Regions from separate parts of the Mus musculus genome. Here regions 1, 2, 3, 4 and 5 are each linked to region 6. Evidence: chromatin contacts called from public Hi-C, HiChIP or PLAC-seq, Micro-C and capture Hi-C data. All regions are on one chromosome and are shown on one strand. Each heading gives the region's core, a stretch centred on a gene start, on an enhancer-like site or on the middle of the called end of the contact. The rest is flanking DNA. Distances are from core to core; before and after follow the strand shown. Region 1 holds the start of Col5a1 (collagen, type V, alpha 1). Region 2 holds the start of Fam163b (family with sequence similarity 163, member B). Region 3 holds the start of Rexo4 (REX4, 3'-5' exonuclease). Region 4 overlaps Rxra (retinoid X receptor alpha). Region 5 holds the start of Surf2 (surfeit gene 2). Region 6 holds the start of Vav2 (vav 2 oncogene).

Region 1 (3,437 bases), core at 655-3,154, 460 kb after region 6:
GTATGGGTTGGCTTAGCCTGAGCAGGATGCCTAGGGTGTACCTGCTGGAAGGCAGATGTTCTGAGTCTGTATTATAGCACGAAGAGGGAAGAACCCTGTGCCTGCTGATCAGCTGCAGCACTCATCTTGGCTCTGACACAGCGCATTGCTGATTTGGTGCTCTGGGTAAGCCCCTTACCCCGCCTGACTTGCAGCGTCCCCGTCTGTGGATGGGAGAAAGACCTCCCCTGATATGTAGACCTGATGCAGGTTGGGGATGGGGAGGTGAGCTTGGTGAAAGCCTCCGGATGGCTGAGGTTTTCATCCCCATGAAACTCACCAATGGAATGGCACATAAGCACACAGTATACACAGCACACACACAGAGACACACATATGCATGTACATGCCCCCACATGTGTTCATACACACACACATACACATCTTATCATTTATACAACTTACACACATACATAATTATTCCATAACAAGTACAAGCTGGCTTTTAACTCTTACTGTACTGTGACTGAGTCTGTCTGTCTGTCTGCATGTCCACTCAAGCTTGTTTCCCTCTGCCCTCTCTGTACTCTGGATAGAATTTAGGACCTTTGTGCACAGCCTCTGAGCTGCATCCCCAGCTTTCCTCCTCTATTCTGTGTACTGTCTGATGTTCCCTATAAGGTACATTCCACACTTAAGCAAAGCTTGAATTAAGTCAGTACTAGCCACCCCCATTCAGATTCAAGAACCAGAGCATGGCCATCCCAGCAACTCCTCTGACTGCCTTTGCCCCCTGACTGCCTCTATCCCCTGACTGCCTCTGCCCTCTGACTGCCTTTGCCCCTTGACTGCCTCTGCCCTCTGACTGCCTCTATCCCATGAATGCCTCTGCACCCTGACTGCCACTCTCCTCTTGTTTGGAGAATAATGAGAAACTAGGGAGCCTGAGGATGCAGCCGGAGAGAGATGTCCCAGGCCGGTCTCCATCACTACAAAATTCTTTCAGGCTGCAATGTGTTCAAAGGGAGCGATAGCTTTGTGTCTGAAAGCCTTCTTAATTCACTCTGATTCTTTCTAAACAAACCCTGAAGCCCTTGGAGAAGGGCAGGGCAGTGAGTCAGGCTTTTGCAGGGCCTCCCAGGCCTGGAGAAGTCTGGGAGAACTCCTGTCTCCCTCTGCTGTAGATGGGGAGCTGGGAGCCCCTCTCCTTTTCCAGCTGTCAGCTCTGGAAGGGGGCTCTTCCTTTTCCTTGTGAGTTGTTGGGCCACTAGGGACAGCAGTAAGGCGGTGGGGTGGGATCTGAGACTGACCTTCACCTGATTAATAACTTGGTCACTCCTTGTTCACTTAAGGCCCCTCTGGGCATCCTTGACAGTCTGGTCTGTGGAGAGGTAGAAGGCAGGTCCCCAGCGCTGTATTGGCCTGTCAGTCATAGTCTAGGGAGCCCCTTCTGGCTGAATTGCAAGTTGAGTCTCCGCCCAGAAGAGGAGCTCTCGGAACTCCTCCTTAAAGAGAAAGTTCTGTGTGGTACTGCAATCTCTCTTTTGAATTCCAGCGATCAAACTTCGGGGGTCCCTCAACGTTGGTTCTTGGAGTCTGGCCAGGTCGGGGTACCTGAGGCGGGAAGAATCTAGGATCAGGGTGGGCCATCAGGTTTTGGAGGCCGCCGCCCAGAGCGGGGAGAAAGAACGGGGGCGCCGGCCCCGTCCCACGTCCGCTCCCGCCCCGGGCCAGCCCCTTCCTCGCCGCGACTCGCCCGCTATCCCCACCCCCTCGCCCTCGGCGCCCAGTGGGAGGCGGGGACCGGCCTTGCTGAGCGGGGCGCCGGGCTCTGATTTGCTGCGGGCGTTGGGGGCGGTGGGGGGTGGGGGAATCCACAGCCTCCGCGTTGTCTGCCAGCAGCGAGGGAGGGAGGGAAAGGGGGGAAAAGTGCTCAGCGCCGAAGGCGAGGTCCGCACTCCTGGTCCCCGCGGCTGGCGCAGGACCTCACTCCAGCGGAGCGCCCACGGGGAGCGGGTCGCGGGGCAGCAGCGGTGAGGAGGCCACGAGACTAGAAGGAGGAGGACAGGGAGTGCGCGAGCAGCCAGCGAGGGGGTCCCGGCCGTCCCGGGCCACAGTCGATCCCTGCGCCGTGGGCGAGCGCGCCCGCTGCCTCTTCCAGAACAGCCACCGCCGCGGGGGAGATCGGGCGGGTGCCGAGCTTCCTATGACTCCCTGAAGTTGTCGTGCTCCCCTAGCGTCCGCCACCCGGGACGTGTCTCTGGTCCCCGTGCATCGTGTGCGTCTCCCGCTCCCCGGCCCGCGCACCCCGCCGGCATGGACGTACACACCCGCTGGAAAGCTGCGCGCCCAGGCGCCCTGCTGCTGTCTTCGCCGCTACTCCTGTTCCTGCTGCTGCTGTGGGCGCCGCCTTCGAGCCGCGCAGGTAAGAGTGCTCTGGGGACCGGACCTCGGGGACTGTAAGAGGTGCGCAGAACCTCCGCGCCGCTGTCATCTCGGGCTCCTTCGCCGCCGGCCTCCTCCGAGCCTGCAGAACTTTCCTCCTTGGCCTGTGGAATGCACCGGGCAAGACAACGAATACCATTCGTTGGGGGCCCAGGAGAGGGAGCCGGGCCAACTCCATCCCCGCGGCGTACCGCCCCCTCCTCAAACGGGCCTGCTGGGTGGGGCTGTTGGTCGAGTCAAGGAAGAATCTGCCTCGTGTTAGATCCCAGCAGAGGTGCTCACACTTTTGTCCCCAAACCTCGCATTTTCTGTCCCACATCACAGGCGACCCGCTGCATCCCACGCAGCCCTTAAGCAGAAACTTTCCTTCTGAAAGCTGGAAAGGGCCGCCCCCTAGAGTCAAGGCCATTCAGTTCCTCAGGGACGCCTAGGGGTGGAGGGGGATCCCAGAAGTTTGAAACCCCAGCTATGGACTTCCCTCTGTACACACCCTCTTGCTTGTCTGAGCTAAGTTTCTGCAATTCCCAGGGGACAGAGTTCCCTGTAGTCCCTGACAAGTCTTCAGGGGCACTGGGGAGCCCTGTGAGGTAGGCCAGCCCTACTCCTAGCCGTCAAACCTCCAAACCCCTTAGAGGTAGTTTTCTTGGGCTTTCTGCCCAAAGATGGGATGAACGGGAAGCCTGGAGAGGGCCTTGGAGTCTGGGCTGGGAGCTTCTCAGATGATCTGCAGATGTGAGACTCCTGCCAGGTTGGGTTCTCTGAAGGAGCCCTGATCCAATGGGCAGAATCAGGGAGGTACTGGGATTGTCCCTGTCTGTATTTCAGCGCTTTCAGGCTCAGGTCTGGGCAGGCATATTATTTTCAGCATCACTCTTGTTAGTTAGTTGTGGGATAAACCTCCCCAGAGCCCTTAAACACCATAGCCCAGGGTGGGAAGGCACCAGGCATGTGCTGATACAGGGAGGCGAAGGCAGTTAGAAAGAGTTCAGGCAGCCGAACAGCGGGTGGAGTGG
Region 2 (3,611 bases), core at 1,050-3,549, 290 kb before region 6:
GGTTAGGGCATGAAGAGGAAGAGGGGGTAGTGGTGGGGTGGGAGCAGAGTGGACAGTCTGGGCAGCCACTCTGCCTTCCACTCAATCCATGAGAGTTTAGATCCAATATAATTGACTGTGAGGTGACAAATTTCTGCTTTGAGCTTTATCATCCTTCCTCATGGGATTGCTGGGTCTGCAGGCACGGGTCTCTAAGTAGTAAAGCCTCATTCAGAACCAGCACCAGACTTAGACACTTAGATCCAGGCCAAAGGAAAAAACCTGGGCGACTACATGGTTAGAGGATGGGATGGGAGGGAATAGGGGGCGCTGAGAGGAACCCCAGGGCATGTGAGACCATCTCCTCGATCTGAGATTTAGAAAGGAACAGGGACCGACCCAAGGTCACCCAGGAAGAAGGGCAGAGCTGGGCAAAGTCTTGACTCCTCAGTCTGTGCCCACCATCTCTGTAAGTTCCTTTTCAATGTTACCTGTGCTGGCACAGCAGAGGCCTGAGGCTCTGGGGATATCTCCCACTTACAGGAGAGACGGTACAGCACATCCTGGGCTCCCACATCTTGTGGCACTGGCTTGCCCCAGAGAGCCAGTGATATTCTACAGACCCCCACCCCCAACAGGTATTCCAGGCACCCATTTTGGAAGTTGTACCTCCTCCCAGACCCTAGACCTTTCCAGGAGGCATCTCCGGGCTTGGTAAGTGGGTCAGTACCAACCAGTCCAACAGGAGCTCAGGTGACAGGGACAAAGACTCCAGCACAAGGCCACTCTATCCATCTTTTCTATGGCATAAGGCAAATGTACTACACATGACCACCAAAGAAAGGGATGGAGAGAGAGAGAGAGAAGACAGAAGTGAGCCCCTGGCCTCAGGAGGGAAAAGAACTTCTCAAAGCCACACAAGGTTGTATGTACTTAGCAAGCCTGTAGCCCATGTGTCATGGACAGTTTCAACCACCTTCTACTGGCCAGAGGTGTCAATTCTTGAGTCTTCAAGACCCTTGGCATGGAGTCTTCACTCTCAATTCTATCTCAAGAAGAGGAGGGTGGGAAGATGGGCCTATGCGCTTTTCTGTAACCATAAACTTCTGGGAGGTGGAAGCTGTCCCTGAACCCTACCAAGACTTTGACTGGCACAGGGGTGAGAAGACCACAGGGGAGCAGCCTGGCACTCTCTGCAGACCCCTTAACTCCAGCTTCCCCAGAAGGGACAAGGGACCCTGCAGAAAGGTCTGGGGACTTGTCACCTAGGTTTCTTGCCCTGGAGTCACATCAGCAGAGAATGTGCACCCGTGTGACACTGAATGTGAACCTGCTTTTCGGATTTTGGTGTTTGGCTGGAAAAACACAGCTGCCTGCCGGGCATGCCCCCTCCTGCCCGCACTATTTAAGATGAGGTTTCCAACAATGTGGGAAAGCAGCGACAGAGGTTCCACCACCTGTTAACCGTGACCTTGGACAAGAAACCAACTTTTCTAAGCCTTTGTTTCCTCCTCTGTCAAACGGAACCCTCAAGCCTTTCATACATAGGCTGGACAGAATGGATGCCAGCAGTAGCCCAGGGCAAGCATTCGGCAGCAACCTGGTGGGAGGCAAGCCTCACCTCCTGAAACCAAATATCTCAGCTCCAGGCAAGAAAGGATGAATGGAGCTAGGTTTCCAGTCTCTTCCGACAAACTTTCTCTCCCCATACCCCTTCCCTCAGGCAAGTCACCCTTGGAGGGAAGTAGAACCTCTCTTCTGTCCGTGGGTTCCTCGGCCTCTCACCTAGAACCCCACTGCCCATCTCAGGCTCTTGGAGGGAGGGAAGCAATTGGATGGGTGATGCTGTACAGGCACCTGTGTAGATAGGTCAGGGCACCTGATGAAAGGTGGCCAGGGCAGGCTGCAGTACGTACTGTAGACGAGGTGGGCACAGAGCCCGGGCTTCCCAGCCTGCGTTGCTTGCTCTCACACCGTGACCTGCGCACCCGCTTGGCCCTTACCTTGAACCATGGGAACCACGCTGCCCCGGCTGGCGGAGGACTTGGACACACGTGACGGGGCGGGCGTCCCTCTGTCCGGGGCACAGCGAGTAGCAGCAAATGCAGCCCAGGCCGAGGCCGGTGGCGCCTGCTGGGGCCGGGCTGGCAAAGTGAGCGCCAAGAGACTCCTGGAGGCCCCAGAGGAGGCAAGTGCGTGGCCAGGAGAGACTCTCTGCCAGCTGCGCGCTGCGGCCACGGCTCTGGACACCCAGCTGCCTCTCTGCGAGCGGCACGCGCGACTCCAGCCTAGTCCCGGGCGCGGGGCGCGCGCTGGAGGGGAGGGCGCGCGCGCGCTAGCCTGCTGAGGAGTGCGCGCTGCAGCCCTGCGCGCGCCGTCGGCGGCGGCTGCGGGGAGCAGGCGAGGAACTGTCCCTGGTGCTGACGCTGGTCCGCGTCCGCCCCCCTCCCCCCACCTCCCTCCCCCCTGCGGCTGAGCTCACATGCAAGGTCTAGGGACCCACACTGTTGTGCGCGCCCTGCGGGGTTCTCACGGATCTCCACCAGCCTGTTTCTTTCTCTTTGAGCTTTGGTCTCTGTGGTGATGGGATTTACCTGACTCTGGAAAGCACAACCTTGGAGCAGGTCCCTGGTCCTTCTTGTTTCTGGGGTAACTGACAGCAGGGCCTTTAAGGCTGATCTGAAGATGAAAGGCAAAGATGTCCACAGGCATAGCACACCCTAAGTACTTGATAAACGTTTGCCTTTGCTCCGTTTATTCTCTGGATCAGTCTGGTGTAGTGTACAGTCTGCACTGGGCTGGTTGGTGACTGAGGCCTTGGCTGACTCAGGTTTCTAGCCATTGGGAAGGAAGCAAATCTCTGCTACTTTACCCCCAAGTACAGCATTAGGGCAGTGGTTGGAAGTTAAAGCAAGTCAGATTTGAGTGGAAATGAAGAACTTTCTGGCCTTTCCTTTTGAGAAATATGTTCCCAAGATAAGCCCCATTCTGGAAGATATTCCGGAGAGGGCTGTGGCTGCAGACCTCAACCTAAGGGGAGTAGGTATTGAATGAGGCTTTGAGTTAGAATATACCACACTCTGAGAAAACTCCCTGGACCACTAAGGGTACTGTATGGGTACTGGATTGTGCCAGGAACGACACGATGCTCTGTAAGAAGCTCTGTCCTTGTGGGGAGGACATATGTCAGCCCATATTGAGGGGCTAGGGAGCTGGTGGAGTTTCCTTCCCCTTTGCCCACTGGCTGGGCATAGAAAGACCAGCAAGTCATTCCAAGATATGCCACAGAGCCAAGGAAGCAGGTGCTTTAGTCAGACGCCTGCGTGAGCATGCACACGTGCACACACACACACACACACACACACACACACACTCACTCTGCCCACTTCCCTGCTGATCCTTCCTTCTTAAGGGTCCTCACTGAACTCCTCAGCAATGACCATATTCTTGGTGTGCCTTATAACAAACTGGGAACAATCCTTTATCCCACTTAACTACCAGGAAGAGATGACCCCGCCTTTAAGTATCTCTACTCCTTTTGAGATGGGTAATTAATTGTCACCTGCCTCATTTCTCCAGGGACTGGTGGCTGTGTTTGATTCATTAATTAACTGTACTCAGAGCCTGCTTGA
Region 3 (3,404 bases), core at 370-2,869, 460 kb before region 6:
TTAAAAGCCACATTTAATTTTGAACTGACATACCACAGGTTCAAGAAACTTGTGTGTACATCTATTCTATCATCCATGCACTTCCCATCACCACTAATGGTGCTTTTCACTTCTTTATTTGGAGTTTCACTTAGTGACTTCCATGGTCAACACTGTGGGACACAGTGATCACTTCCGTTATCTCTGGAGGCGGCTACAGCTCAGAATCTAAGGAAGACCTGGAGGAAGGGAGTTCAATGGAAAGAAAGAAGTCCTGTGAAACCAGATAGGGCTGATCCATGTAGAGGAGAGGTCCAGGAGACCAATTTCTTCCTTGTGTTCAAATCTCCAGTTAAGACCACAACAAGATGGCAACCAGCTGAGAGATGTTGCAGTGAGTTTCTACTTATTCACTCCCCTAATACTTAAAAGGCCTGAAGGATTTAGATTCTTGTAGAAACCAGAGCCAAATCCAAGTTTCCTTTAGTAAACATGTCCTCCCTGCACACTTTACTTTCTTGGGAGAAAGAACAAGAACCAGCATACACAGCCCTGACTGTCCACAGGGTTTGGCTGCTCCTGGGTGTCCTGTTGGAAGATCCACACTAAGGAACAAGGTGGAGTGTTGTTATGGAGGCCAAGAAATTCCTTATTGTCTTTCTTACTGAGGCTCCATGACATACACTCCTCAAGACTCCCTAGAAGTCGACAGTGAAGGCATATTCAGCACCCCAGTTCTGCTGTTTACACCGTATGTGACCTACTTTCAACTCAAACCCTGTAAGTTATGTGTCACAATTTCCCCGTCTAAGAAACAAGGGCAGTAAAAGCATCTAACTAAGCTGGGCGTGGTGGCGCACGCCTTTAATCCCAGCACTCGGGAGGCAGAGGCAGGCAGATTTCTGAGTTCGAGGCCAGCCTGGTCTACAGAGTGAGTTCCAGGACGGCCAGGGCTACACAGAGAAACCCTGTCTCGAAAAAACAAAAACAACAAAAAAAAGCATCTAACTAGTATGGAAGAATTTATGAATGGGGGTAGGTATAGAGGCTCAGGACTAGGGAGGCTACCTAATGTAGGAGGACAACCACTAGTGTGGGTATACCCTGAGCTACAATAGTTCCAGAACCACTGGGCCAGAGTTCTGGGACATAGTTTAAGACGTTGCCAGGGTGGCAACCTAGATAAGTGATTCATAATTGAGAAAAAGAATTTGAATGAAGCAGAGGGCAACATCCCTTCCTCCTTCGGAGTCTGTGGCTACCTGACAGAAAGTTCGGGATGAAGGTGGCCTGTCGCCGGTCTCACCTCTTGCAACGCCTTCCAATTTTGAGAAAAGTTCTCGGGGGCCTTCGGCGGTCGGCCTGCCACAGCCGCCGGGTGGCTTCCCGGAACCCCACTTCCTGCCAGAGCTTTGCTCTTCCTGAACTTCTTCTTGGCTTTCTTCCTAGCGAGCTTCCTGATAGGCCCAGGTTGGGGCACCGGCGCGGTGGCCTTCGTCTTCATCTCCCCGCTCTCCGCAGTCGGAACCACCAGGGAAGAGACCGCGACTCCAGCAACCGCGCAAGCACACATTTCCCAGGGTGCAAGCGTGCTCCACTGCGCATGCGGGAACCCGGGTTGCTGTTCTCTTCGCGACCTGCTAGAAACCGAGACTGCATCTTTGGTTCCGCACGTATGCGGACTCTGCGACTAGCCCGCTAGTTAGCACTGGGGGCTGACAGCCCTGGCTAGCAGCGCTGCGGTTGGATACCCAGAGTTTGACGGAAGGGAGCCCAGACCTTCACAAAGATCTGGTGTCCCGGAAGGCCGCAAATGAGGAGACTCTGGGACACCGGAAAAGGCTGGGGGACTACTCTCGGTGTGGCACTCACGGGGGTACGGAAGAGGCGGAGGCGGGTCTTGTGTAGGTTGCCCTATGCACAACCACACACTGCGAATACCGAAGCCTTCCCCACGTCTCTGGTTTACTGACTGCAAAGGCACGCCAGCAGTGTCCGATATTAATGATAAAGCAAAATTTAATTGTGACTATATACGTATACATATACATTCTTAATCGCAGTGTTAATGACCAGCAATCTATTCTTGATCCTGATAGTGCAATACAGATGGGGCGGTCACAGTTGAATCGTTTGCCCTCGGGTTTCTCTGACTAGAGATAAGCAGCAAAGCCAACAGACCACGTAAGAAGGTTTGGGAGACTTGGTGGTGGCTGTTAGGAAAAATATCCAATCAGGACACCCCCTCCCCGGCACCCCCCAAGACCAAGTTCTGAGCACAGAGAAGGCTAGGCAGATTCCGCAACACACTTCAAATTGGCAGTTAAAGAGACTAGGCCTAAGGTATGGGCAAGTCCAAGCAACTCGATTACTAGTAGAAAAAAAAAAAAAAAATCCAGGCTCTAGCCTTCGCACCTGTTGGTATTCTGTCTGGACTCCACCCCCACCGAAACCTGGCAACAGCCAGATATGCTCCTCCACACAGTTACCTGGTAGCAGCTAGGTAGGACTGACCCTATAAAAGGGGCTGCTTGCCCCCTCATCCCTCTCTCTTTCTCTCTCACGCTTTTGCCTCTTGGCCCCTTGTTCCCCCCTTTCCCCATTCCCTTACCCCCTCTCTCCATATGCTCATGGCCAGCCTCCAATCCTCTCCTCCCCCTCCCCCTCCCCCTCCCCCTCCCCCTCCCCCTCCCCTCTCTGCCTTTGTCTCTACTACCCTCTTAACTCCCCTCCCCATGCCCCGAATAAACTCTATTCTATACTATACCGTCATGTGGCTGCTCTCTCAGGGGGAAGGGATGCTGAGGCATGGGCCCACTGAGGCACACCCTTCCCCCACACCCTGCCAGAACAGATCTTAGTAGCTCTTTCTCTTTTTATGATCACAACAGCACTCACTCAGATAATGGTTCTGGAATGCCTAGAGATAGAATAAGATAAAGCCCATCTACCCCAGAAATCCAGTGCGCTTTAAATCGAGCCTTCAAGCTCACTTGATGGTCTCTCTATCTTAGCAATGGGAGACCCCAGCATGCTGGACTTCTGCAGAATAAAACACTCTTTGCGGTTACATACTATTTGAGTCCAGGGTGCCAGTTTTGGGGGACCCTTACAAAAAGAGATTTATTTGCCCCAGAGGGTAGGAAATAAGAGACATAGATATGAGAGAGAGAGAGAGAGAGAGAGAGAGAGAGAGAGAGAGAGAGAGAGAGAGAAAACAAAGTAGAGGGAGGAGGCTATTTGCCCTGGGGGGTGGTACCTCTGCCTACTGATGAAACAGGAATGGCACTAGGAAATTGGCAGTTTATGAAGATATAAAGGACGAGGTGTTTAATTTGTTTGTTTGTTTGTTTGTTTGTTTGTTTTTCGAGACAGGGTTTCTCTGTGTAGCCCTGGCTGTCCTGGAACTCACTCTGTAGACCAGG
Region 4 (3,578 bases), core at 93-2,592, 330 kb after region 6:
AGGGACTAGATCAGTTGAAGGTGTCTTGTGTATTCTAAAGAGCTCCCAGACCCCAAAGTGCCCTCAGCATTCTTACTGGTACACTGTGCCCTGATGGTGTTAATGACTATGGCTGTGGTTTTTCTCTAGCCTGTATTGTGGCCAGTGTTTAGGCGCTGAGGAGGGGTCTCCTGGCTCATGGTATGGGGAGATCCTCAGGGAAGGGCTTACAGCTTTCTTCCTGTCATTGGGACCAGGCCCAAGGGCAGTGAGAGGATTGGTTATCTCTCATGACCACCTGGAGAAAGATGGGGAAACTAAGTCCCTGAATGACAAGGTACTGGTTTAAGGTCACTTGACTTTCAAGTGGCCGAATGGAGACATAATATGACTCTAGAACACCCATCCTCCTGGTCTGGGAGCTATGGGTCTGCAGGGCAGCCATATCTAGTTGTGTAGCATGCACACTCTCTGCTATGCTTGCATGTGGATAGGAGATAGTCTGGGGGCTCTGACCTGAGGCTATTTTTCTCTACAGACTCTAAGGGGCTCTCAAACCCTGCTGAGGTGGAGGCGTTGAGGGAGAAGGTGTATGCGTCACTAGAAGCGTACTGCAAACACAAGTACCCTGAGCAGCCGGGCAGGTGAGCCCCGCCTCCATCTTGGACAGCCCCCTGCCTCTACCCTTGGGCTCAGCCACACATCTCCAAAGCCCTCTGTATGCCACAAAACAATGGTGTCCTCCTTAAACCAGCCTGGGGTGCTTTTCAGGCTTTGAGCAGGAGCTAGGCAGCCCTTGGACTCATGAGCTCTGAGGACTACCCACTTCCCCCTATACCCAGTTGAGATAATTGATCCATTTCTTAGTGCACAGTAGGTCCTTGCTATTTACGAGTATGAAGCCTTATGTTCTTCACCTGTTACGTGACCTGGAAATGCCAGCACAGCGTAGGTGCTGTACAGTTGTGCATAATACGTGGCTGAGACTGGAGAACACATTCTTTCTGCTGGCCTAAGGAAGACTGGCATCTAGTCATGTTCAGTGCTGGGTGCACAGTCTAGTGTTAGGCACACAGTAGGTGTCCAGGAGAAATGGTGTTTTCCAAGGATTCAGTTCTGCTTCTTCTTGCAGTCTCCCAGTGTGCAGGCTAGGTGTGAGTGGAATAGTGGAAGACCGGGGAGATGGGCACACTAACCAATCTCGTTGCCTGGCACACACATGGTTAACTGTCCACACTGCTGTTTAGCCCTCATCTGGTTTGGTTTAAAGTGAAACTTCCCGGAGGAGGACAGGAGGGTGGCAGCGGCTTGTTTTTCCTGGCTTCCTGCCTTAGCCCATCTCGCCAGCTCAGCAGAAAACAGCCTGTTCTCTGGCACCTCTCCAGCCTCCAAGCTACGCTTGTGCCTTTAAACTGAGGACTGCGGGGCAGCCAGCCACAAGGCTTCCTCCCTGGAAATGAAAGACATTGTTAATAATTAATGAGGCCCAGAGCCCCCTCCAGTATATAGGGAGGCCCTGAGCAGACACAGAGGTCACACGTGGGACCCCAGGTCCTGTCCCCACACCACACTGTCCTCTCTTGTCTGTCCACCTTCCATGAGTTCTCAGATTCCTTTCCCATGCCTATCGGTCTTTTGCCCAGGAAACATTCCAGGGGTAAAGGAACCCAAAGGCCTCTGCGGTCCTCTCCAGGGAGGTGCTCCTGCTGAAGCAGGGGATCTCCCAGCTCACTGCTGGCTCCACTGTCAGTCACCCCGAGTACCATGCGTGTGACTGACTACCAGTCAGGCTGCCCACAGAGCTTCCTGGTGCCTCTTCCTAGGACATGCCCCACTGCCTCTAGCGAGACAGCCGCTCTTGCAGAGGCCTCTCCGATGCACAAAACATGTTCATGCTCTTACCTGCCGAAATTTCTATCAAGGCTCCCCGTTGCCCGTGGAGCAAGCCCACACTCGTAACTGCTCTCCCAACCCCTGCCAGGCCTGTCCTGGCCGACAGTAGTCAAGCATTGGCTCTTCCTTTCATTTTAGGATCTTGATGCAACTCAGCCTGCTGCACCCCTGCCGCACCCCCACTCCACCCCTGCCACTCCTCTGCCCCTTGTGCTCTTTTGTCTCCAAGGAGCCTCCTTTCTCTAGTCCCCACTTCTTCCTGGAGCATCAGTTTAGGCAGTTTCCTCTGCAGACCAGGTTCTGGTCCCAGGCACTGGGCTTGGCTGGTCTCCGGGGAAGTTACAAGTCACCAGGTAGAGCAGGGAGCACTCCGAGGGGAGCATTCCCTGCCTCCTGGCCTGTCCTTACTCTCTCCTGTCCTGCAGGTTTGCCAAGCTGCTGCTCCGCCTGCCTGCACTGCGTTCCATCGGGCTCAAGTGCCTGGAGCACCTGTTCTTCTTCAAGCTCATCGGGGACACGCCCATCGACACCTTCCTCATGGAGATGCTGGAGGCACCACATCAAGCCACCTAGGCCCCCGCCGCCGTGTGCCGGTCCCGTGCCCTGCCTGGACACAGCTGCTCAGCTCCAGCCCTGCCCCTGCCCTTTCTGATGGCCCGTGTGGATCTTTGGGGTGCAGTGTCCTTATGGGCCCAAAAGATGCATCACCATCCTCGCCATCTTTACTCATGCTTGCCTTTGGCCCAGGGCCATAGCAGAGCTGGTGTGACACCTGGCCAGCTCCTGCCCTACATCAGGCTCTAAGGCTATGCTGCTGTCACCCCGAGGGTCGTGGGGTTCGTCATGGGGCCTTCAGCACCTGGAGCTGCAAGAGCTGGGAAAAGGGCTTGTTCTGGTTGCTGGTTGCTGTCGCTGGTTCTCGACATCCCACATGGCACCTCTGTTTGGAGTGCCCCATCTTGGCCTGTTCAGAGTCCTGGTACCCAGTTAGGGTGGGAATCCACCTGGGATCAAGAAGGAGCAGGTGGGGCAGGCCGTATCCTCCTGGGTCATAGCTAACCTATAAAGCCTCTTTCCAAAGATGCCCTGAGATATCACTCCAAGCAGGATTCTGGGACCACCTTGAGGCTGCGTGGGCTGGAGGTCCTCTGTCATGTCCCCCAGTTGACCAGTTCCTTTTTATGTCATCGTCCCTCTTCATGTCTCACCAATCCAGGGTTAGCCAACTATAGTAGCCTGGCTTTTCCCTATCACAGATCTTCCTTTCTGGTCTTCAAGATGGCACCACCAATCATCCTGGAGGGCTGCCCTGGCTCACGTAGAGTGGGGTTTCCACTTCAGTGGTCCTGTGGGACACTGGGCATCCTGAGGCTCAGGGAGGAGAGGAGGGCTGTTGTCTGGTTTTGGGGAAGGTGGCCTGAGGGACTTGGAGCTGAACCATGAAGGCATGGCAGGTGGCTGTCCTGGTGTGACTGAGTCAACAGGCTCTGTGTGGGACTCTAGCATGGGCCCTTTCTCGGACTGGCCACTTCTGTTAGAATCCTGACAGACAGGGACTTTCTGGGACTTCTTTTGGAATGGTGGTGTCTGTGGACAGTGTTTGCTCAGAATCTGACCCAATGGTTCTGTCATGCCTGCTCAGGTGGCTGGCTGCAGACTCAGGCTTCAGCCCTGTCCCATGTGGCTCTTGAGTGTGCCTCTCCAGT
Region 5 (3,940 bases), core at 723-3,222, 510 kb before region 6:
CAGTTAGGAGCACTGACTGCTCTTCCAGAGAGAGGTCCTGAGTTCAATTCCCAGCAACCACGTGGTGGCCCACAACCATCTGTAGTGGAATCCGATGCCCTCTTCTGGTGTGTCTGAAGACAGCTACAAAGTGTACTCATAAATAAAATCTTTTTAAAAAGTTGCTTAATGTTGGAGATGTTGGAAATTATCAGGCAGTGTTGGCTCTCATAAATTCCCTAGGGTCTTAAGGTTGACTGAGCACAATGAGGCTCAGCCATGCACTACTCACCCCAAGTCAGAGCAATGGAAAGGAGTAACTACATGGGCCCCACTTTCAGTTGAGGATAGTCTGCCAGCATCTCGCGCCTCTCGGACAGGATCCACCATGGTCCGAGGCATTATGTACAACTCTTTAGAGTGGTCAAAGTGGCCCCTGACCTTCACTGGCCTGTACTCCAAATTTTTCAGTTCCATTGGGCTATAAGGAGAAAAGGAAGGGCTGTGAGTAAGCCAGGCTTGTCAATCCTTTAAGCAGAAAGGCTCAGTGAGGATCATCAGACAGGTTATGTCCTCCATAGCAACCTTTGATGCCAAATAGTAATAGAAGATGGTGATAACCAGAGCCCAGGTTTTCAAGGAAAGTGTGGGTTTCTGTATGGCTACTGTATATACATTAACAAAATGTGAGTCCAAACTCCACTTGTTCCCAACCCTGAAGGACAAAACTTTAAAATTCAAGAGGGCAATACAATAAACTTTAAAGACCACCACCCACCAGGGCCACAATGAACTGTCACCACTTTGGAGGATCCCTTGAGACCTGAAAAGGGAAATCTGACACCGAAAATAAATCTTTTCTATTTATGTTCTGTGTCCAATTTCATAAAGGCAGTCAGCAGGCAGTTTATCGGGAAACAGGGTTCTCGCCAAAGGACAGCAAATTACACCAAACAGAAGCAAGGGCCCCACTGCCGCCCTGTAAGTGGAATGAATAAAGTGGGCAGCCACACTCACTCTGCTGGTAGAGGGATGGGCTCAGCCATGACTCGAGACTCTAATTCTGCAATAAGTTTCAGCTTCCATTTCCGACGTTGGACCTATAGAAACAGCATGAGCTAAGCTAAGGTATCAGTGGAGTCCGAGCCTCGGAGCCACCCAAATTCGACCCCCATCTTCACCTGCCAAGTCCCCAGGCCAAAAGCAGTAGCAGGGATTAAAAGCAGGAACCACTGGAGAAAAGAATCGTCCTCTGCTTTAGCGGCGGCTGTTTCAGCAGTAGAACTGCAACACCTGCGTGGCCTACAGACCATCCCTGGAGGAAGTTTTACAACACTGGCATGGGGTCAGAAGCCCTAGAACAAACAGAACTGGATGGCCAATTCCTCGAGAGGCCCGATTATACCCCAGAGAATGTATGGCAAAGGTGGCAATTAACAGCACATGTGCCCAACCCTCTCCCAGTACAATACACGCAGTAAACCACTGTGGGCTGAAAAGAAAGGTGCATCAACCGCACCCAGGTCTGAGCCCTTCTCACCTGAGCGGACAGAAAACCCAAAGACGCTCCTCCTGACAGCGCAGAACTGGGCCTGCGGGGACCAGACAGGCCGAGGGGCTAAATCCAGGGAACCCCACGCCTGCCAAGTGCAAGCACCTGACACGGTCCAACCCAGCCCCACACAACTTCGAGCTAAGTCTTCTTGGGCAGGGTCCTCCCTGGCACCGCTCCACCCAGGGCTAAGTTCTCTTGGGCAGGGTCCTCCTCGGCCCCACTCCACTCCGGGCCCGGCCCTCCAGATCCCTCTTCTTGAGCAGGATCCTCTCTGAACCCCCGCTTACCCGTCCCGCGTAGGCCCATTGCGACCACCGCGTCATCCGTCGCGGCAGCACAGCCAAAGCCATCACAGCAGCCATCTTTGAGCACTTCCGGGACCGAGAAATCTGCTTCCTTCCGGGACGGCGCTCTGTCTCACGTGGTGGCTGCGGCGTCAGATGGGCATCTCCGATCATGGACGAACCACCCTCTGATGTGCTTGCATTCTTGCGCCAGCACCCCAGCTTGAGACTACTGCCCAACACCCGCAAGGTCGGAAGAGAACCGTGACCGGAAGAGTAGGGCCAGGAAGGAACGGGATCTGGGAGGAGCGGAACCTCGGAGGACCGACAGTGGCCAGAAAGGAGGGGGACCCGGGAGTATTGTGCCTGGAAAGCGTGGGACCTGGGAGGACAGTGCAGGGAAGGGGCGGAGCTGGCAAGAACCACCTTCTGACCAGATGCTCATCCGCAGGTTCGCTGCTCCCTAACTGGCCATGAGCTGCCCTGCCGTCTGCCCGAGCTCCAGGAATACACCCGCGGCAAGAAGTACCAACGGCTGTCAAGTTCCTTCTCTAACTTCGATTACGCAGCTTTCGAGCCACACATTGTGCCCAGCACAAAGAATCGGTACGTAGTTTGGCCGGCCAGCGCCTAGGAGCAGAGCCTGTGCCCCCTGTTCTGAGCTTGTAGGAGCCTCCCACTGTGACACTTATCAGGACAGTGCTTGTGGCCCTTGCATGTAGTTCCCTGAAGCCAGGCTGGGCAGTGCCAGTTTCACTGTTTGGGGATCCTGTCTATGGTTGTGTGGTTGATATATCCTCATATAGCACTCCCTGAGCTGTCTGACCGCCAAGCATGCAGTGTGAAACTGCAATTTCTTGGGTAACAATCTGGGTCCTTGATCCCAGATACTGAGTGGAATTGTTTGTAAGCCTGTGTAGCTGGGTTGGCCTGGAACTCACTATGTAGGCCAGACTGACCTTAAAGCCTGCCTCTGACTCTGCCCCTCTGCCTCTGCCACCTGAGTGCTGGAATTAAAGTCCACCATGCCTTTTTCAAAATCCAGACACTGAGACTAAATGCAGAGCATCCCAGCAGATGGATCATTTGTTTGCAGCATGCAGCCATGGTGGAGCCCACAAGACTGGGCCCTTGGTGTGCACTGCCCCTCCATACCCACCTGTTTGCCTTTTAGGCACCAACTGTTCTGCAAACTCACCCTGAGGCACATCAATAAGTCCCCAGAACACGTGCTGAGGCACACCCAGGGCCGGAGGTATCAGAGAGCACTTCATCAATGTAAGTCACCCCCCAGAAGCTCAGGCCTTTGGATGCATGCTCCCTGCCCCCAAAAAGCCAGAAAGGTGCCTTGGCCATCACTGATCCTTTATTGATGCACTTGCCTGATCTTGCACAGTGAGAAGGCAAAGCCAGAAGTAGGTGGGAAGGAGTGCGGTGGAGGTCTGATATTCCATAGCAGGGACAATCCTAGGGTAGCTCCCAGGCTGAGGCTGCAGTATTCTAGTTATAGGACAGGTCCATAGTCATCTGATACTGCAGGAGAGCCTTGAAGACTGTTCTCAGGAGCAGGATTGGTGCAAACAGTCCTGCAGGCTCCAGAGGGTGAGGGGTCTTGCAGCTAAGGGGTTGGTGGCTTGAGCAGGAAAGGGGACTTGCAGACAGCCTCCAGTATTGTTGGGTATAGCCAGGGGTGGGAAGGCATCCCAAGTCATTGAGAGTAGAGACTCCTGGGGTTAGGGACAGAGAGAGGATGGGGCCAGCTTGAGCATGAGGGAGGTGAAAACCTCCCATCCATGCTACCACAGGAAGATGAGGGTAAGAAAGGGACTGGGACTAGGTAACTTGGATGGAGGAATGAAGCAGGGAGAATGGAGGGTTGGGGTTCGCAGAGGCTGGGGATGAGTGGGAGGCTTCAGGGACTGCATCGCCTGTCCTGCCCTAACAGGCAGACTTCAGTCACAGGGTGGGAAGGTAAGGAATCTGTCAGTTGTCTGCTGGTGCAGAGTTGGCACCTGGGCTGCACTGACCGGTGGCAAGCTAAGGTTTGGCTGTTGTACCTTTGTTAGCTTTGTCATCTGCTACATTTTCACAGGGAGGGCTGTACAGGAATCCCCATGATTAT
Region 6 (3,912 bases), core at 917-3,416:
CGACCCCCGAAGGGCGGGCCACATGCCTCGAATTTGCTTAACTCTCGGCCAAGTTCCCTTCAAGGGGCCAAGAAAAGCAGCTTCAGCCAGCAGAGCGGACATTTTCCTGCCCTGCCCTGCCCTGCCCTGCGGCCAAACGCGTGTCTTGGCCTCCACAAAGGCCACACTGGAGCGACCACCGAAGTGGGGGCAATGAGAAGGCGAAGAAGACTCCAACCCAGAGGCTATCCAGGAAGGCCCCCGAGGCAGCTGGTCCTGGGCTGGGGTCCGGGAGGAGGCGCAGGCCAGAGAGGGGGCGGCGCCCGGCCCTCCCGCTCCCTCCGGCCGTAGCACCCCACCCGGCCCGGCCCCTCCGCCGAGCTGCGGGTAACAGTAGCCACCACTCCACCTCATCCTTCAACGGCTCCAACTCAACCTCCATGGGCTCCGGTCGTCTGGCACGCAGCCGGGGACGTGACCCCCAGCGTGGCACGCACCCGGTTGGAAGGGACACTCGGGGACCCGGGCCTAGACGCAACACTGCAGTGCTGGGCGTTACACCGAGGCTGGAGTCGCCCTCCACCAGGCAGCCGTAGACTGGGGAGCCGGCGCACACAAACCGTTCCCGCGGCGGTGGTAGCGCGCCCTAGACTGGGGGACTTTAGCCAACTTCGCGCCTTCGGGGACCGCCGCTCTCTAGAGCGGGAAGAGGAGACCGGGATGTGACCTGCTCTGCACTGACCCCTGAGCCAGAAGCTCCGGCCAGAGAACCTGGGCCTCCCGCGGCCCACGCTCCAGTCAATGCGCCCCTCAGATCGCACACCCGAGTCCCTCCTGCAGTGCCGGGACCCTCACCTGGGACATCTGCGGCCGGAAGTTGATGTCCTTAAGGTCGATGGAACCGGGGGAGAGGTTGTGCAGCAGCTGGCACAGAAGGACGCCGTCGCGCAGCGCCTGCGCCAGGTCGAAGACCACCGCCGAGGGCCACACGACGCGGTGGTTGGGCGGCAGGACCTTGCAGTCGATGAGCCAGCGGCCGCATTGCCGCCACTGCTCCATGGCGCCCGCGGCGCCTGTGCGCTCGCCGCTGCGGCCGCTGGCCAGCTGGCTCAGGGTAGCGCTCCGGCCAAAGTGCGGTGACCGCGGGGCATCCCGCCCGCCCGCGCGGGGCTCGGCCGCCGGGGCGGGGCTTCGCGCAGGCGGCCCCGGGTCCCCGCTGCGCGGCCGCACGGCCCTCCTCTTCCTCCTCCTCCTCTTCGGGCTACTAGCCGGCCGCCGCTCCCGCCCACGTGCGGCCAACCGGCGCTCGCGGGGCAGCGTGCGGGGTCCCTCTTTCACACACACAAGTCCGCTCGTGCTCCGGCCGGGGCTCCACGCCTCCTGCAGTCGCAGCGCTTCTCGATCCGCCCCTCTGGGCGCCGCATTCTGAGCTCCGGGCGCCCCGCTTCGGCCACCGCTCCTGCCCCACCCGAGACAAAGGCGCAGCGGGTCGCTCGCTCCCTGCGTCCGGCGCCTGAGCTGCTCGCTCCACCGTCGCTTTGTTCGCCGGGCCCGCGGGCTCTACGCCACTCGCGGGGCACTGGGACTCCGAGGCTCCGCGGCTCCTAGGCGCTGGGGGTGCAGGGGGCGCGGCCACGGCCGGGCGGGGCCGGGGGCGGAGCTGGCACCTTCACCCGGCACCTCCCCGGAGACCCAAGCACCGCCTCCAACCCGTCCTCCCACTTCCTGCCCCTGGGCCGCCAGCGAAAGTTGAGGAAGGCGGGGCTCCTGAGCAGGCTCCCCGCCCACGACTTTCCCTAGGTGCACGTGGAGGCTGGAGGTCTTTCTTGCGGTGCGATGAGGCCGCCGCACGGCAGAAGAGACTAGAAGATGACCGCGGTAACGCTGGGTGCCCTTGCAGGGTCTTTCGGCAAAGATAGACCCCAGAACGCGAACCAGGCTGGCCTACACACCCTACGCCCCTATGGCCTCTTCCAGTCCTCTGTCCTTGCCAGGGTCCGCAAGACACTCCGCCTCCACAATAACGGAGAGAGGGGGAAAAAAATCCTTCACTTTCAGCCCCCTTGATTGTCTAGTGGGAGGTGCTGGAGAGATAGACCGTGTTGTGTCCTGAGGACATTGTGACAGTGGGAGGGACTTCAAAAGCATAAATAACTGATTTTTGTGATTAAAATTAATTTGCTCTGGACAGTATCAGGAGCTGTGGGTTCTTGGTAAAGAAGAAGGGAACCCCACAAAGCCAAGTCTTCTATGAGACTGGTGTCATGAAAGGGAGCTAGAAGAGAGGAAAGTGACCAGTTTCCAAGAGCCGAGCTTTTGTGGGCGGTGTTCTGTCAGCCCCTGCCTCTCTCAGTTTACCTGGGCCAGGGAAGGATGACAGATCTGTCCCCTGCACCCAGGGAAGTCCCTCCCAGAAAGGCCTCTCTCTGCAGGAAGTCCCATCACCTGCCCCACCTAAGGAGGAAGCATGAACCCTAATCCTAGAGATCCGGCAGAGAAGCCAGGTAGAGCCTTCAGCCCCTCTACTTCACCTCTGAATAGCTTCAGGGGAAGGACCTCCTGCGGACTGGGGGTTAAATCGTCCAAAGCACAGGGCTACAGGCAGACCCTCCAGCATCTCCCTAAGAGTCATTCAACACCCTGCACCAAAGGGAGGAAAAAGAAAGAAGGAAAGAAAGGAGATTGCAAAGCTGAAAGCAAAGCACCCTGCTAAATGCTGCTGCATTCATGCCTTGGCGTGTGTACCCAGGGAGCTCTCTCACAGAAAAGAGGCCTCTGTGCTCCCAGCACTCCAGCCTTCCTGCCTCATCAGAAGCTAAGACCAGGTCTAGGACAAACGAATTTTGCCATCCAATCAAGCGTTCGTCTGCTGCCCCCTGGTGGTCTTGAGGGCAATGGCATCAGCTGACAGCCTAGATGCTACAAAAGAGGGGTCTGTCTGTCTTTGAGGGGCTGTAGTGCAGAGCATATAGTGGAGTTAGCATGTCAGTCCTCCAAGTCAGAAGATCCAGGCCTCCTGGCACCAGCAGAACTCTCTGGTACCCAATTCCTTATCTGGCTAGTGGGGACATCACTCATCTCGGAAATAATAGAAAGGATGAATGAAGAAAAGCTGGGTGGGAAGTATTCCAGGTGTCTGTTGTGCATGTGTAGGTCAGAGTTCACGAGCTCAAAACAAACATGCGGAGGACTGGTAAAGGGGATCTTTCTCCTCACCCATTCTCTCAGCCCAGAACTGTTCACCAGGATTGCCCTCTGGAAGTGTCCAAGAGAAGTGTACCTCCCCACTTTGGTCATGAGCACCACTGAAAGCCACTTGTGCTGAATACCAGAGCTCTGCAGTGAACTGAGCAGACGAAACCCTGAGGTAGGAACTGTCAACCCCAGCCACATGTCTGGGATGTGGGAAGTGGGCCACCAACTAACCATGCACGAGGCTTCAGAGAAGAATGCCCCTGGAAAGGGGTAGCAGGTCTCCTGGGAGCTCTTACGGGATAGGGGCAAGCATGGCTATGGAGAGCCAGGCCTCGTCCAGAGGCAGTTCTACATCATAACGGAACTAAACATCTCTGTCTTCCCAGTCATGAGCTGGTCAGCTACAGCGTATTCTTTTATGGACTCTGATGTTAACTCCCCACTTCTAATTTGCCAGCAAGTTTCAGATTCTGAGCACTGCCAGCTCTGCCACCACCAAGGTCTATGTTCCTCCCCTTGGGTTCCTCAGCAGCCCGCTTCTACCTTGCCTTTCAGTCTGCCCTCCACAGCCAGCAAGGACCGAACCAAATCTAGATGCAACCCTGTCACTCTGTGACAGCACAAAACAAGCCCTTTGTGGTACTCAGCTCTCTAAAGATAAAATCTTTAGGCCTAGGGCTCTTTAAAAGAACACTGTTTGACAAGCATGAGGCCCCATCTCTAGCCCTTACAGCAGCG

What was found. Hi-C and Micro-C count contacts between places; a contact is called where the count stands out from the background. HiChIP or PLAC-seq counts read pairs in DNA pulled down with a chosen protein or histone mark. Capture Hi-C pulls out chosen DNA fragments and counts their contacts.
Region 1: a Micro-C map of embryonic stem cells shows a contact between it and region 6, with 6 times the contacts expected there. The contact joins the promoter of Col5a1 here to the promoter of Vav2 in region 6. A contact is called at or near these places in 1 of 39 promoter capture datasets (neutrophils), 2 of 484 Hi-C or Micro-C datasets (both in embryonic stem cells) and 1 of 115 datasets of contacts at active chromatin or transcription factors (embryonic stem cells).
Region 2: a contact with region 6 is called in a Micro-C map of embryonic stem cells, with 2.5 times the contacts expected there. The contact joins the promoter of Fam163b here to the promoter of Vav2 in region 6. A contact is called at or near these places in 4 of 484 Hi-C or Micro-C datasets (embryonic stem cells and nephron progenitors), 1 of 115 datasets of contacts at active chromatin or transcription factors (embryonic stem cells) and 1 of 9 other capture datasets (macrophages).
Region 3: a capture Hi-C map of macrophages shows a contact between it and region 6, with 4 times the contacts expected there. The contact joins the promoter of Rexo4 here to the promoter of Vav2 in region 6. A contact is called at or near these places in 1 of 39 promoter capture datasets (neural stem cells), 4 of 484 Hi-C or Micro-C datasets (all in embryonic stem cells), 4 of 115 datasets of contacts at active chromatin or transcription factors (the 230-238 cell line, astrocytes, pancreatic cancer cells and 1 more) and 1 of 9 other capture datasets (macrophages).
Region 4: a contact with region 6 is called in a Hi-C map of pre-megakaryocyte-erythroid progenitors, with 3 times the contacts expected there. The contact joins the enhancer-like site here to the promoter of Vav2 in region 6. A contact is called at or near these places in 7 of 39 promoter capture datasets (the SN4741 cell line, hematopoietic stem and progenitor cells, hippocampal neurons and 4 more), 2 of 15 datasets of contacts at CTCF or cohesin (large pre-B cells and pro-B cells), 43 of 484 Hi-C or Micro-C datasets (B cells, the Ba/F3 cell line, the C2C12 cell line and 27 more), 10 of 115 datasets of contacts at active chromatin or transcription factors (T-cell acute lymphoblastic leukemia, astrocytes, bone marrow-derived macrophages and 5 more) and 2 of 9 other capture datasets (embryonic stem cells and liver).
Region 5: an H3K27ac HiChIP or PLAC-seq map of thymic regulatory T cells shows a contact between it and region 6, with 6 times the contacts expected there. The contact joins the promoter of Surf2 here to the promoter of Vav2 in region 6. A contact is called at or near these places in 8 of 39 promoter capture datasets (the 3T3-L1 cell line, 3T3-L1-derived adipocytes, cranial neural crest and 5 more), 12 of 484 Hi-C or Micro-C datasets (CD4 T cells, LSK cells, embryonic fibroblasts and 7 more), 12 of 115 datasets of contacts at active chromatin or transcription factors (embryonic forebrain, embryonic stem cells, extraembryonic endoderm stem cells and 7 more) and 3 of 9 other capture datasets (adipose tissue, liver and macrophages).

Annotation. Positions count from the first base shown.
Region 1 is chr2:27,884,521-27,887,957 of GRCm38.p6, forward strand. It overlaps Col5a1 (collagen, type V, alpha 1), which reads left to right and starts at 1,905. Exons shown (of 66, transcript NM_015734.2): 1 at 1,905-2,404. The coding sequence starts at 2,296.
Region 2 is chr2:27,140,178-27,143,788 of GRCm38.p6, forward strand. It overlaps Fam163b (family with sequence similarity 163, member B), which reads right to left and starts at 2,300. Exons shown (of 3, transcript NM_175427.4): 1 at 1,983-2,300.
Region 3 is chr2:26,962,767-26,966,170 of GRCm38.p6, forward strand. It overlaps Rexo4 (REX4, 3'-5' exonuclease), which reads right to left and starts at 1,620. Exons shown (of 8, transcript NM_207234.2): 1 at 1,286-1,620. The coding sequence starts at 1,552.
Region 4 is chr2:27,757,244-27,760,821 of GRCm38.p6, forward strand. It overlaps Rxra (retinoid X receptor alpha), which reads left to right. Exons shown (of 10, transcript NM_011305.3): 9 at 518-623; 10 at 2,298-3,578. The coding sequence ends at 2,445. Among named protein-coding and RNA genes, the nearest start is that of Gm39777, 79 kb to the right of the region's middle. Within about 2 kb of position 1,343, at least 193 of the 459 cell types and tissues checked have an H3K27ac peak or open chromatin away from gene starts, as enhancers often do. A contact at or near this core is called in the HPC-7 cell line, the N1E-115 cell line, the SN4741 cell line and 17 more, where this site is marked.
Region 5 is chr2:26,914,436-26,918,375 of GRCm38.p6, forward strand. It overlaps Surf2 (surfeit gene 2), which reads left to right and starts at 1,973. Exons shown (of 6, transcript NM_013678.3): 1 at 1,973-2,068; 2 at 2,270-2,424; 3 at 2,993-3,096. The coding sequence starts at 1,991. It overlaps Surf1 (surfeit gene 1), which reads right to left and starts at 2,095. Exons shown (of 9, transcript NM_013677.2): 1 at 1,822-2,095; 2 at 1,520-1,571; 3 at 1,161-1,294; 4 at 997-1,079; 5 at 272-460. The coding sequence starts at 1,896.
Region 6 is chr2:27,425,442-27,429,353 of GRCm38.p6, forward strand. It overlaps Vav2 (vav 2 oncogene), which reads right to left and starts at 2,167. Exons shown (of 28, transcript NM_009500.2): 1 at 835-2,167. The coding sequence starts at 1,038.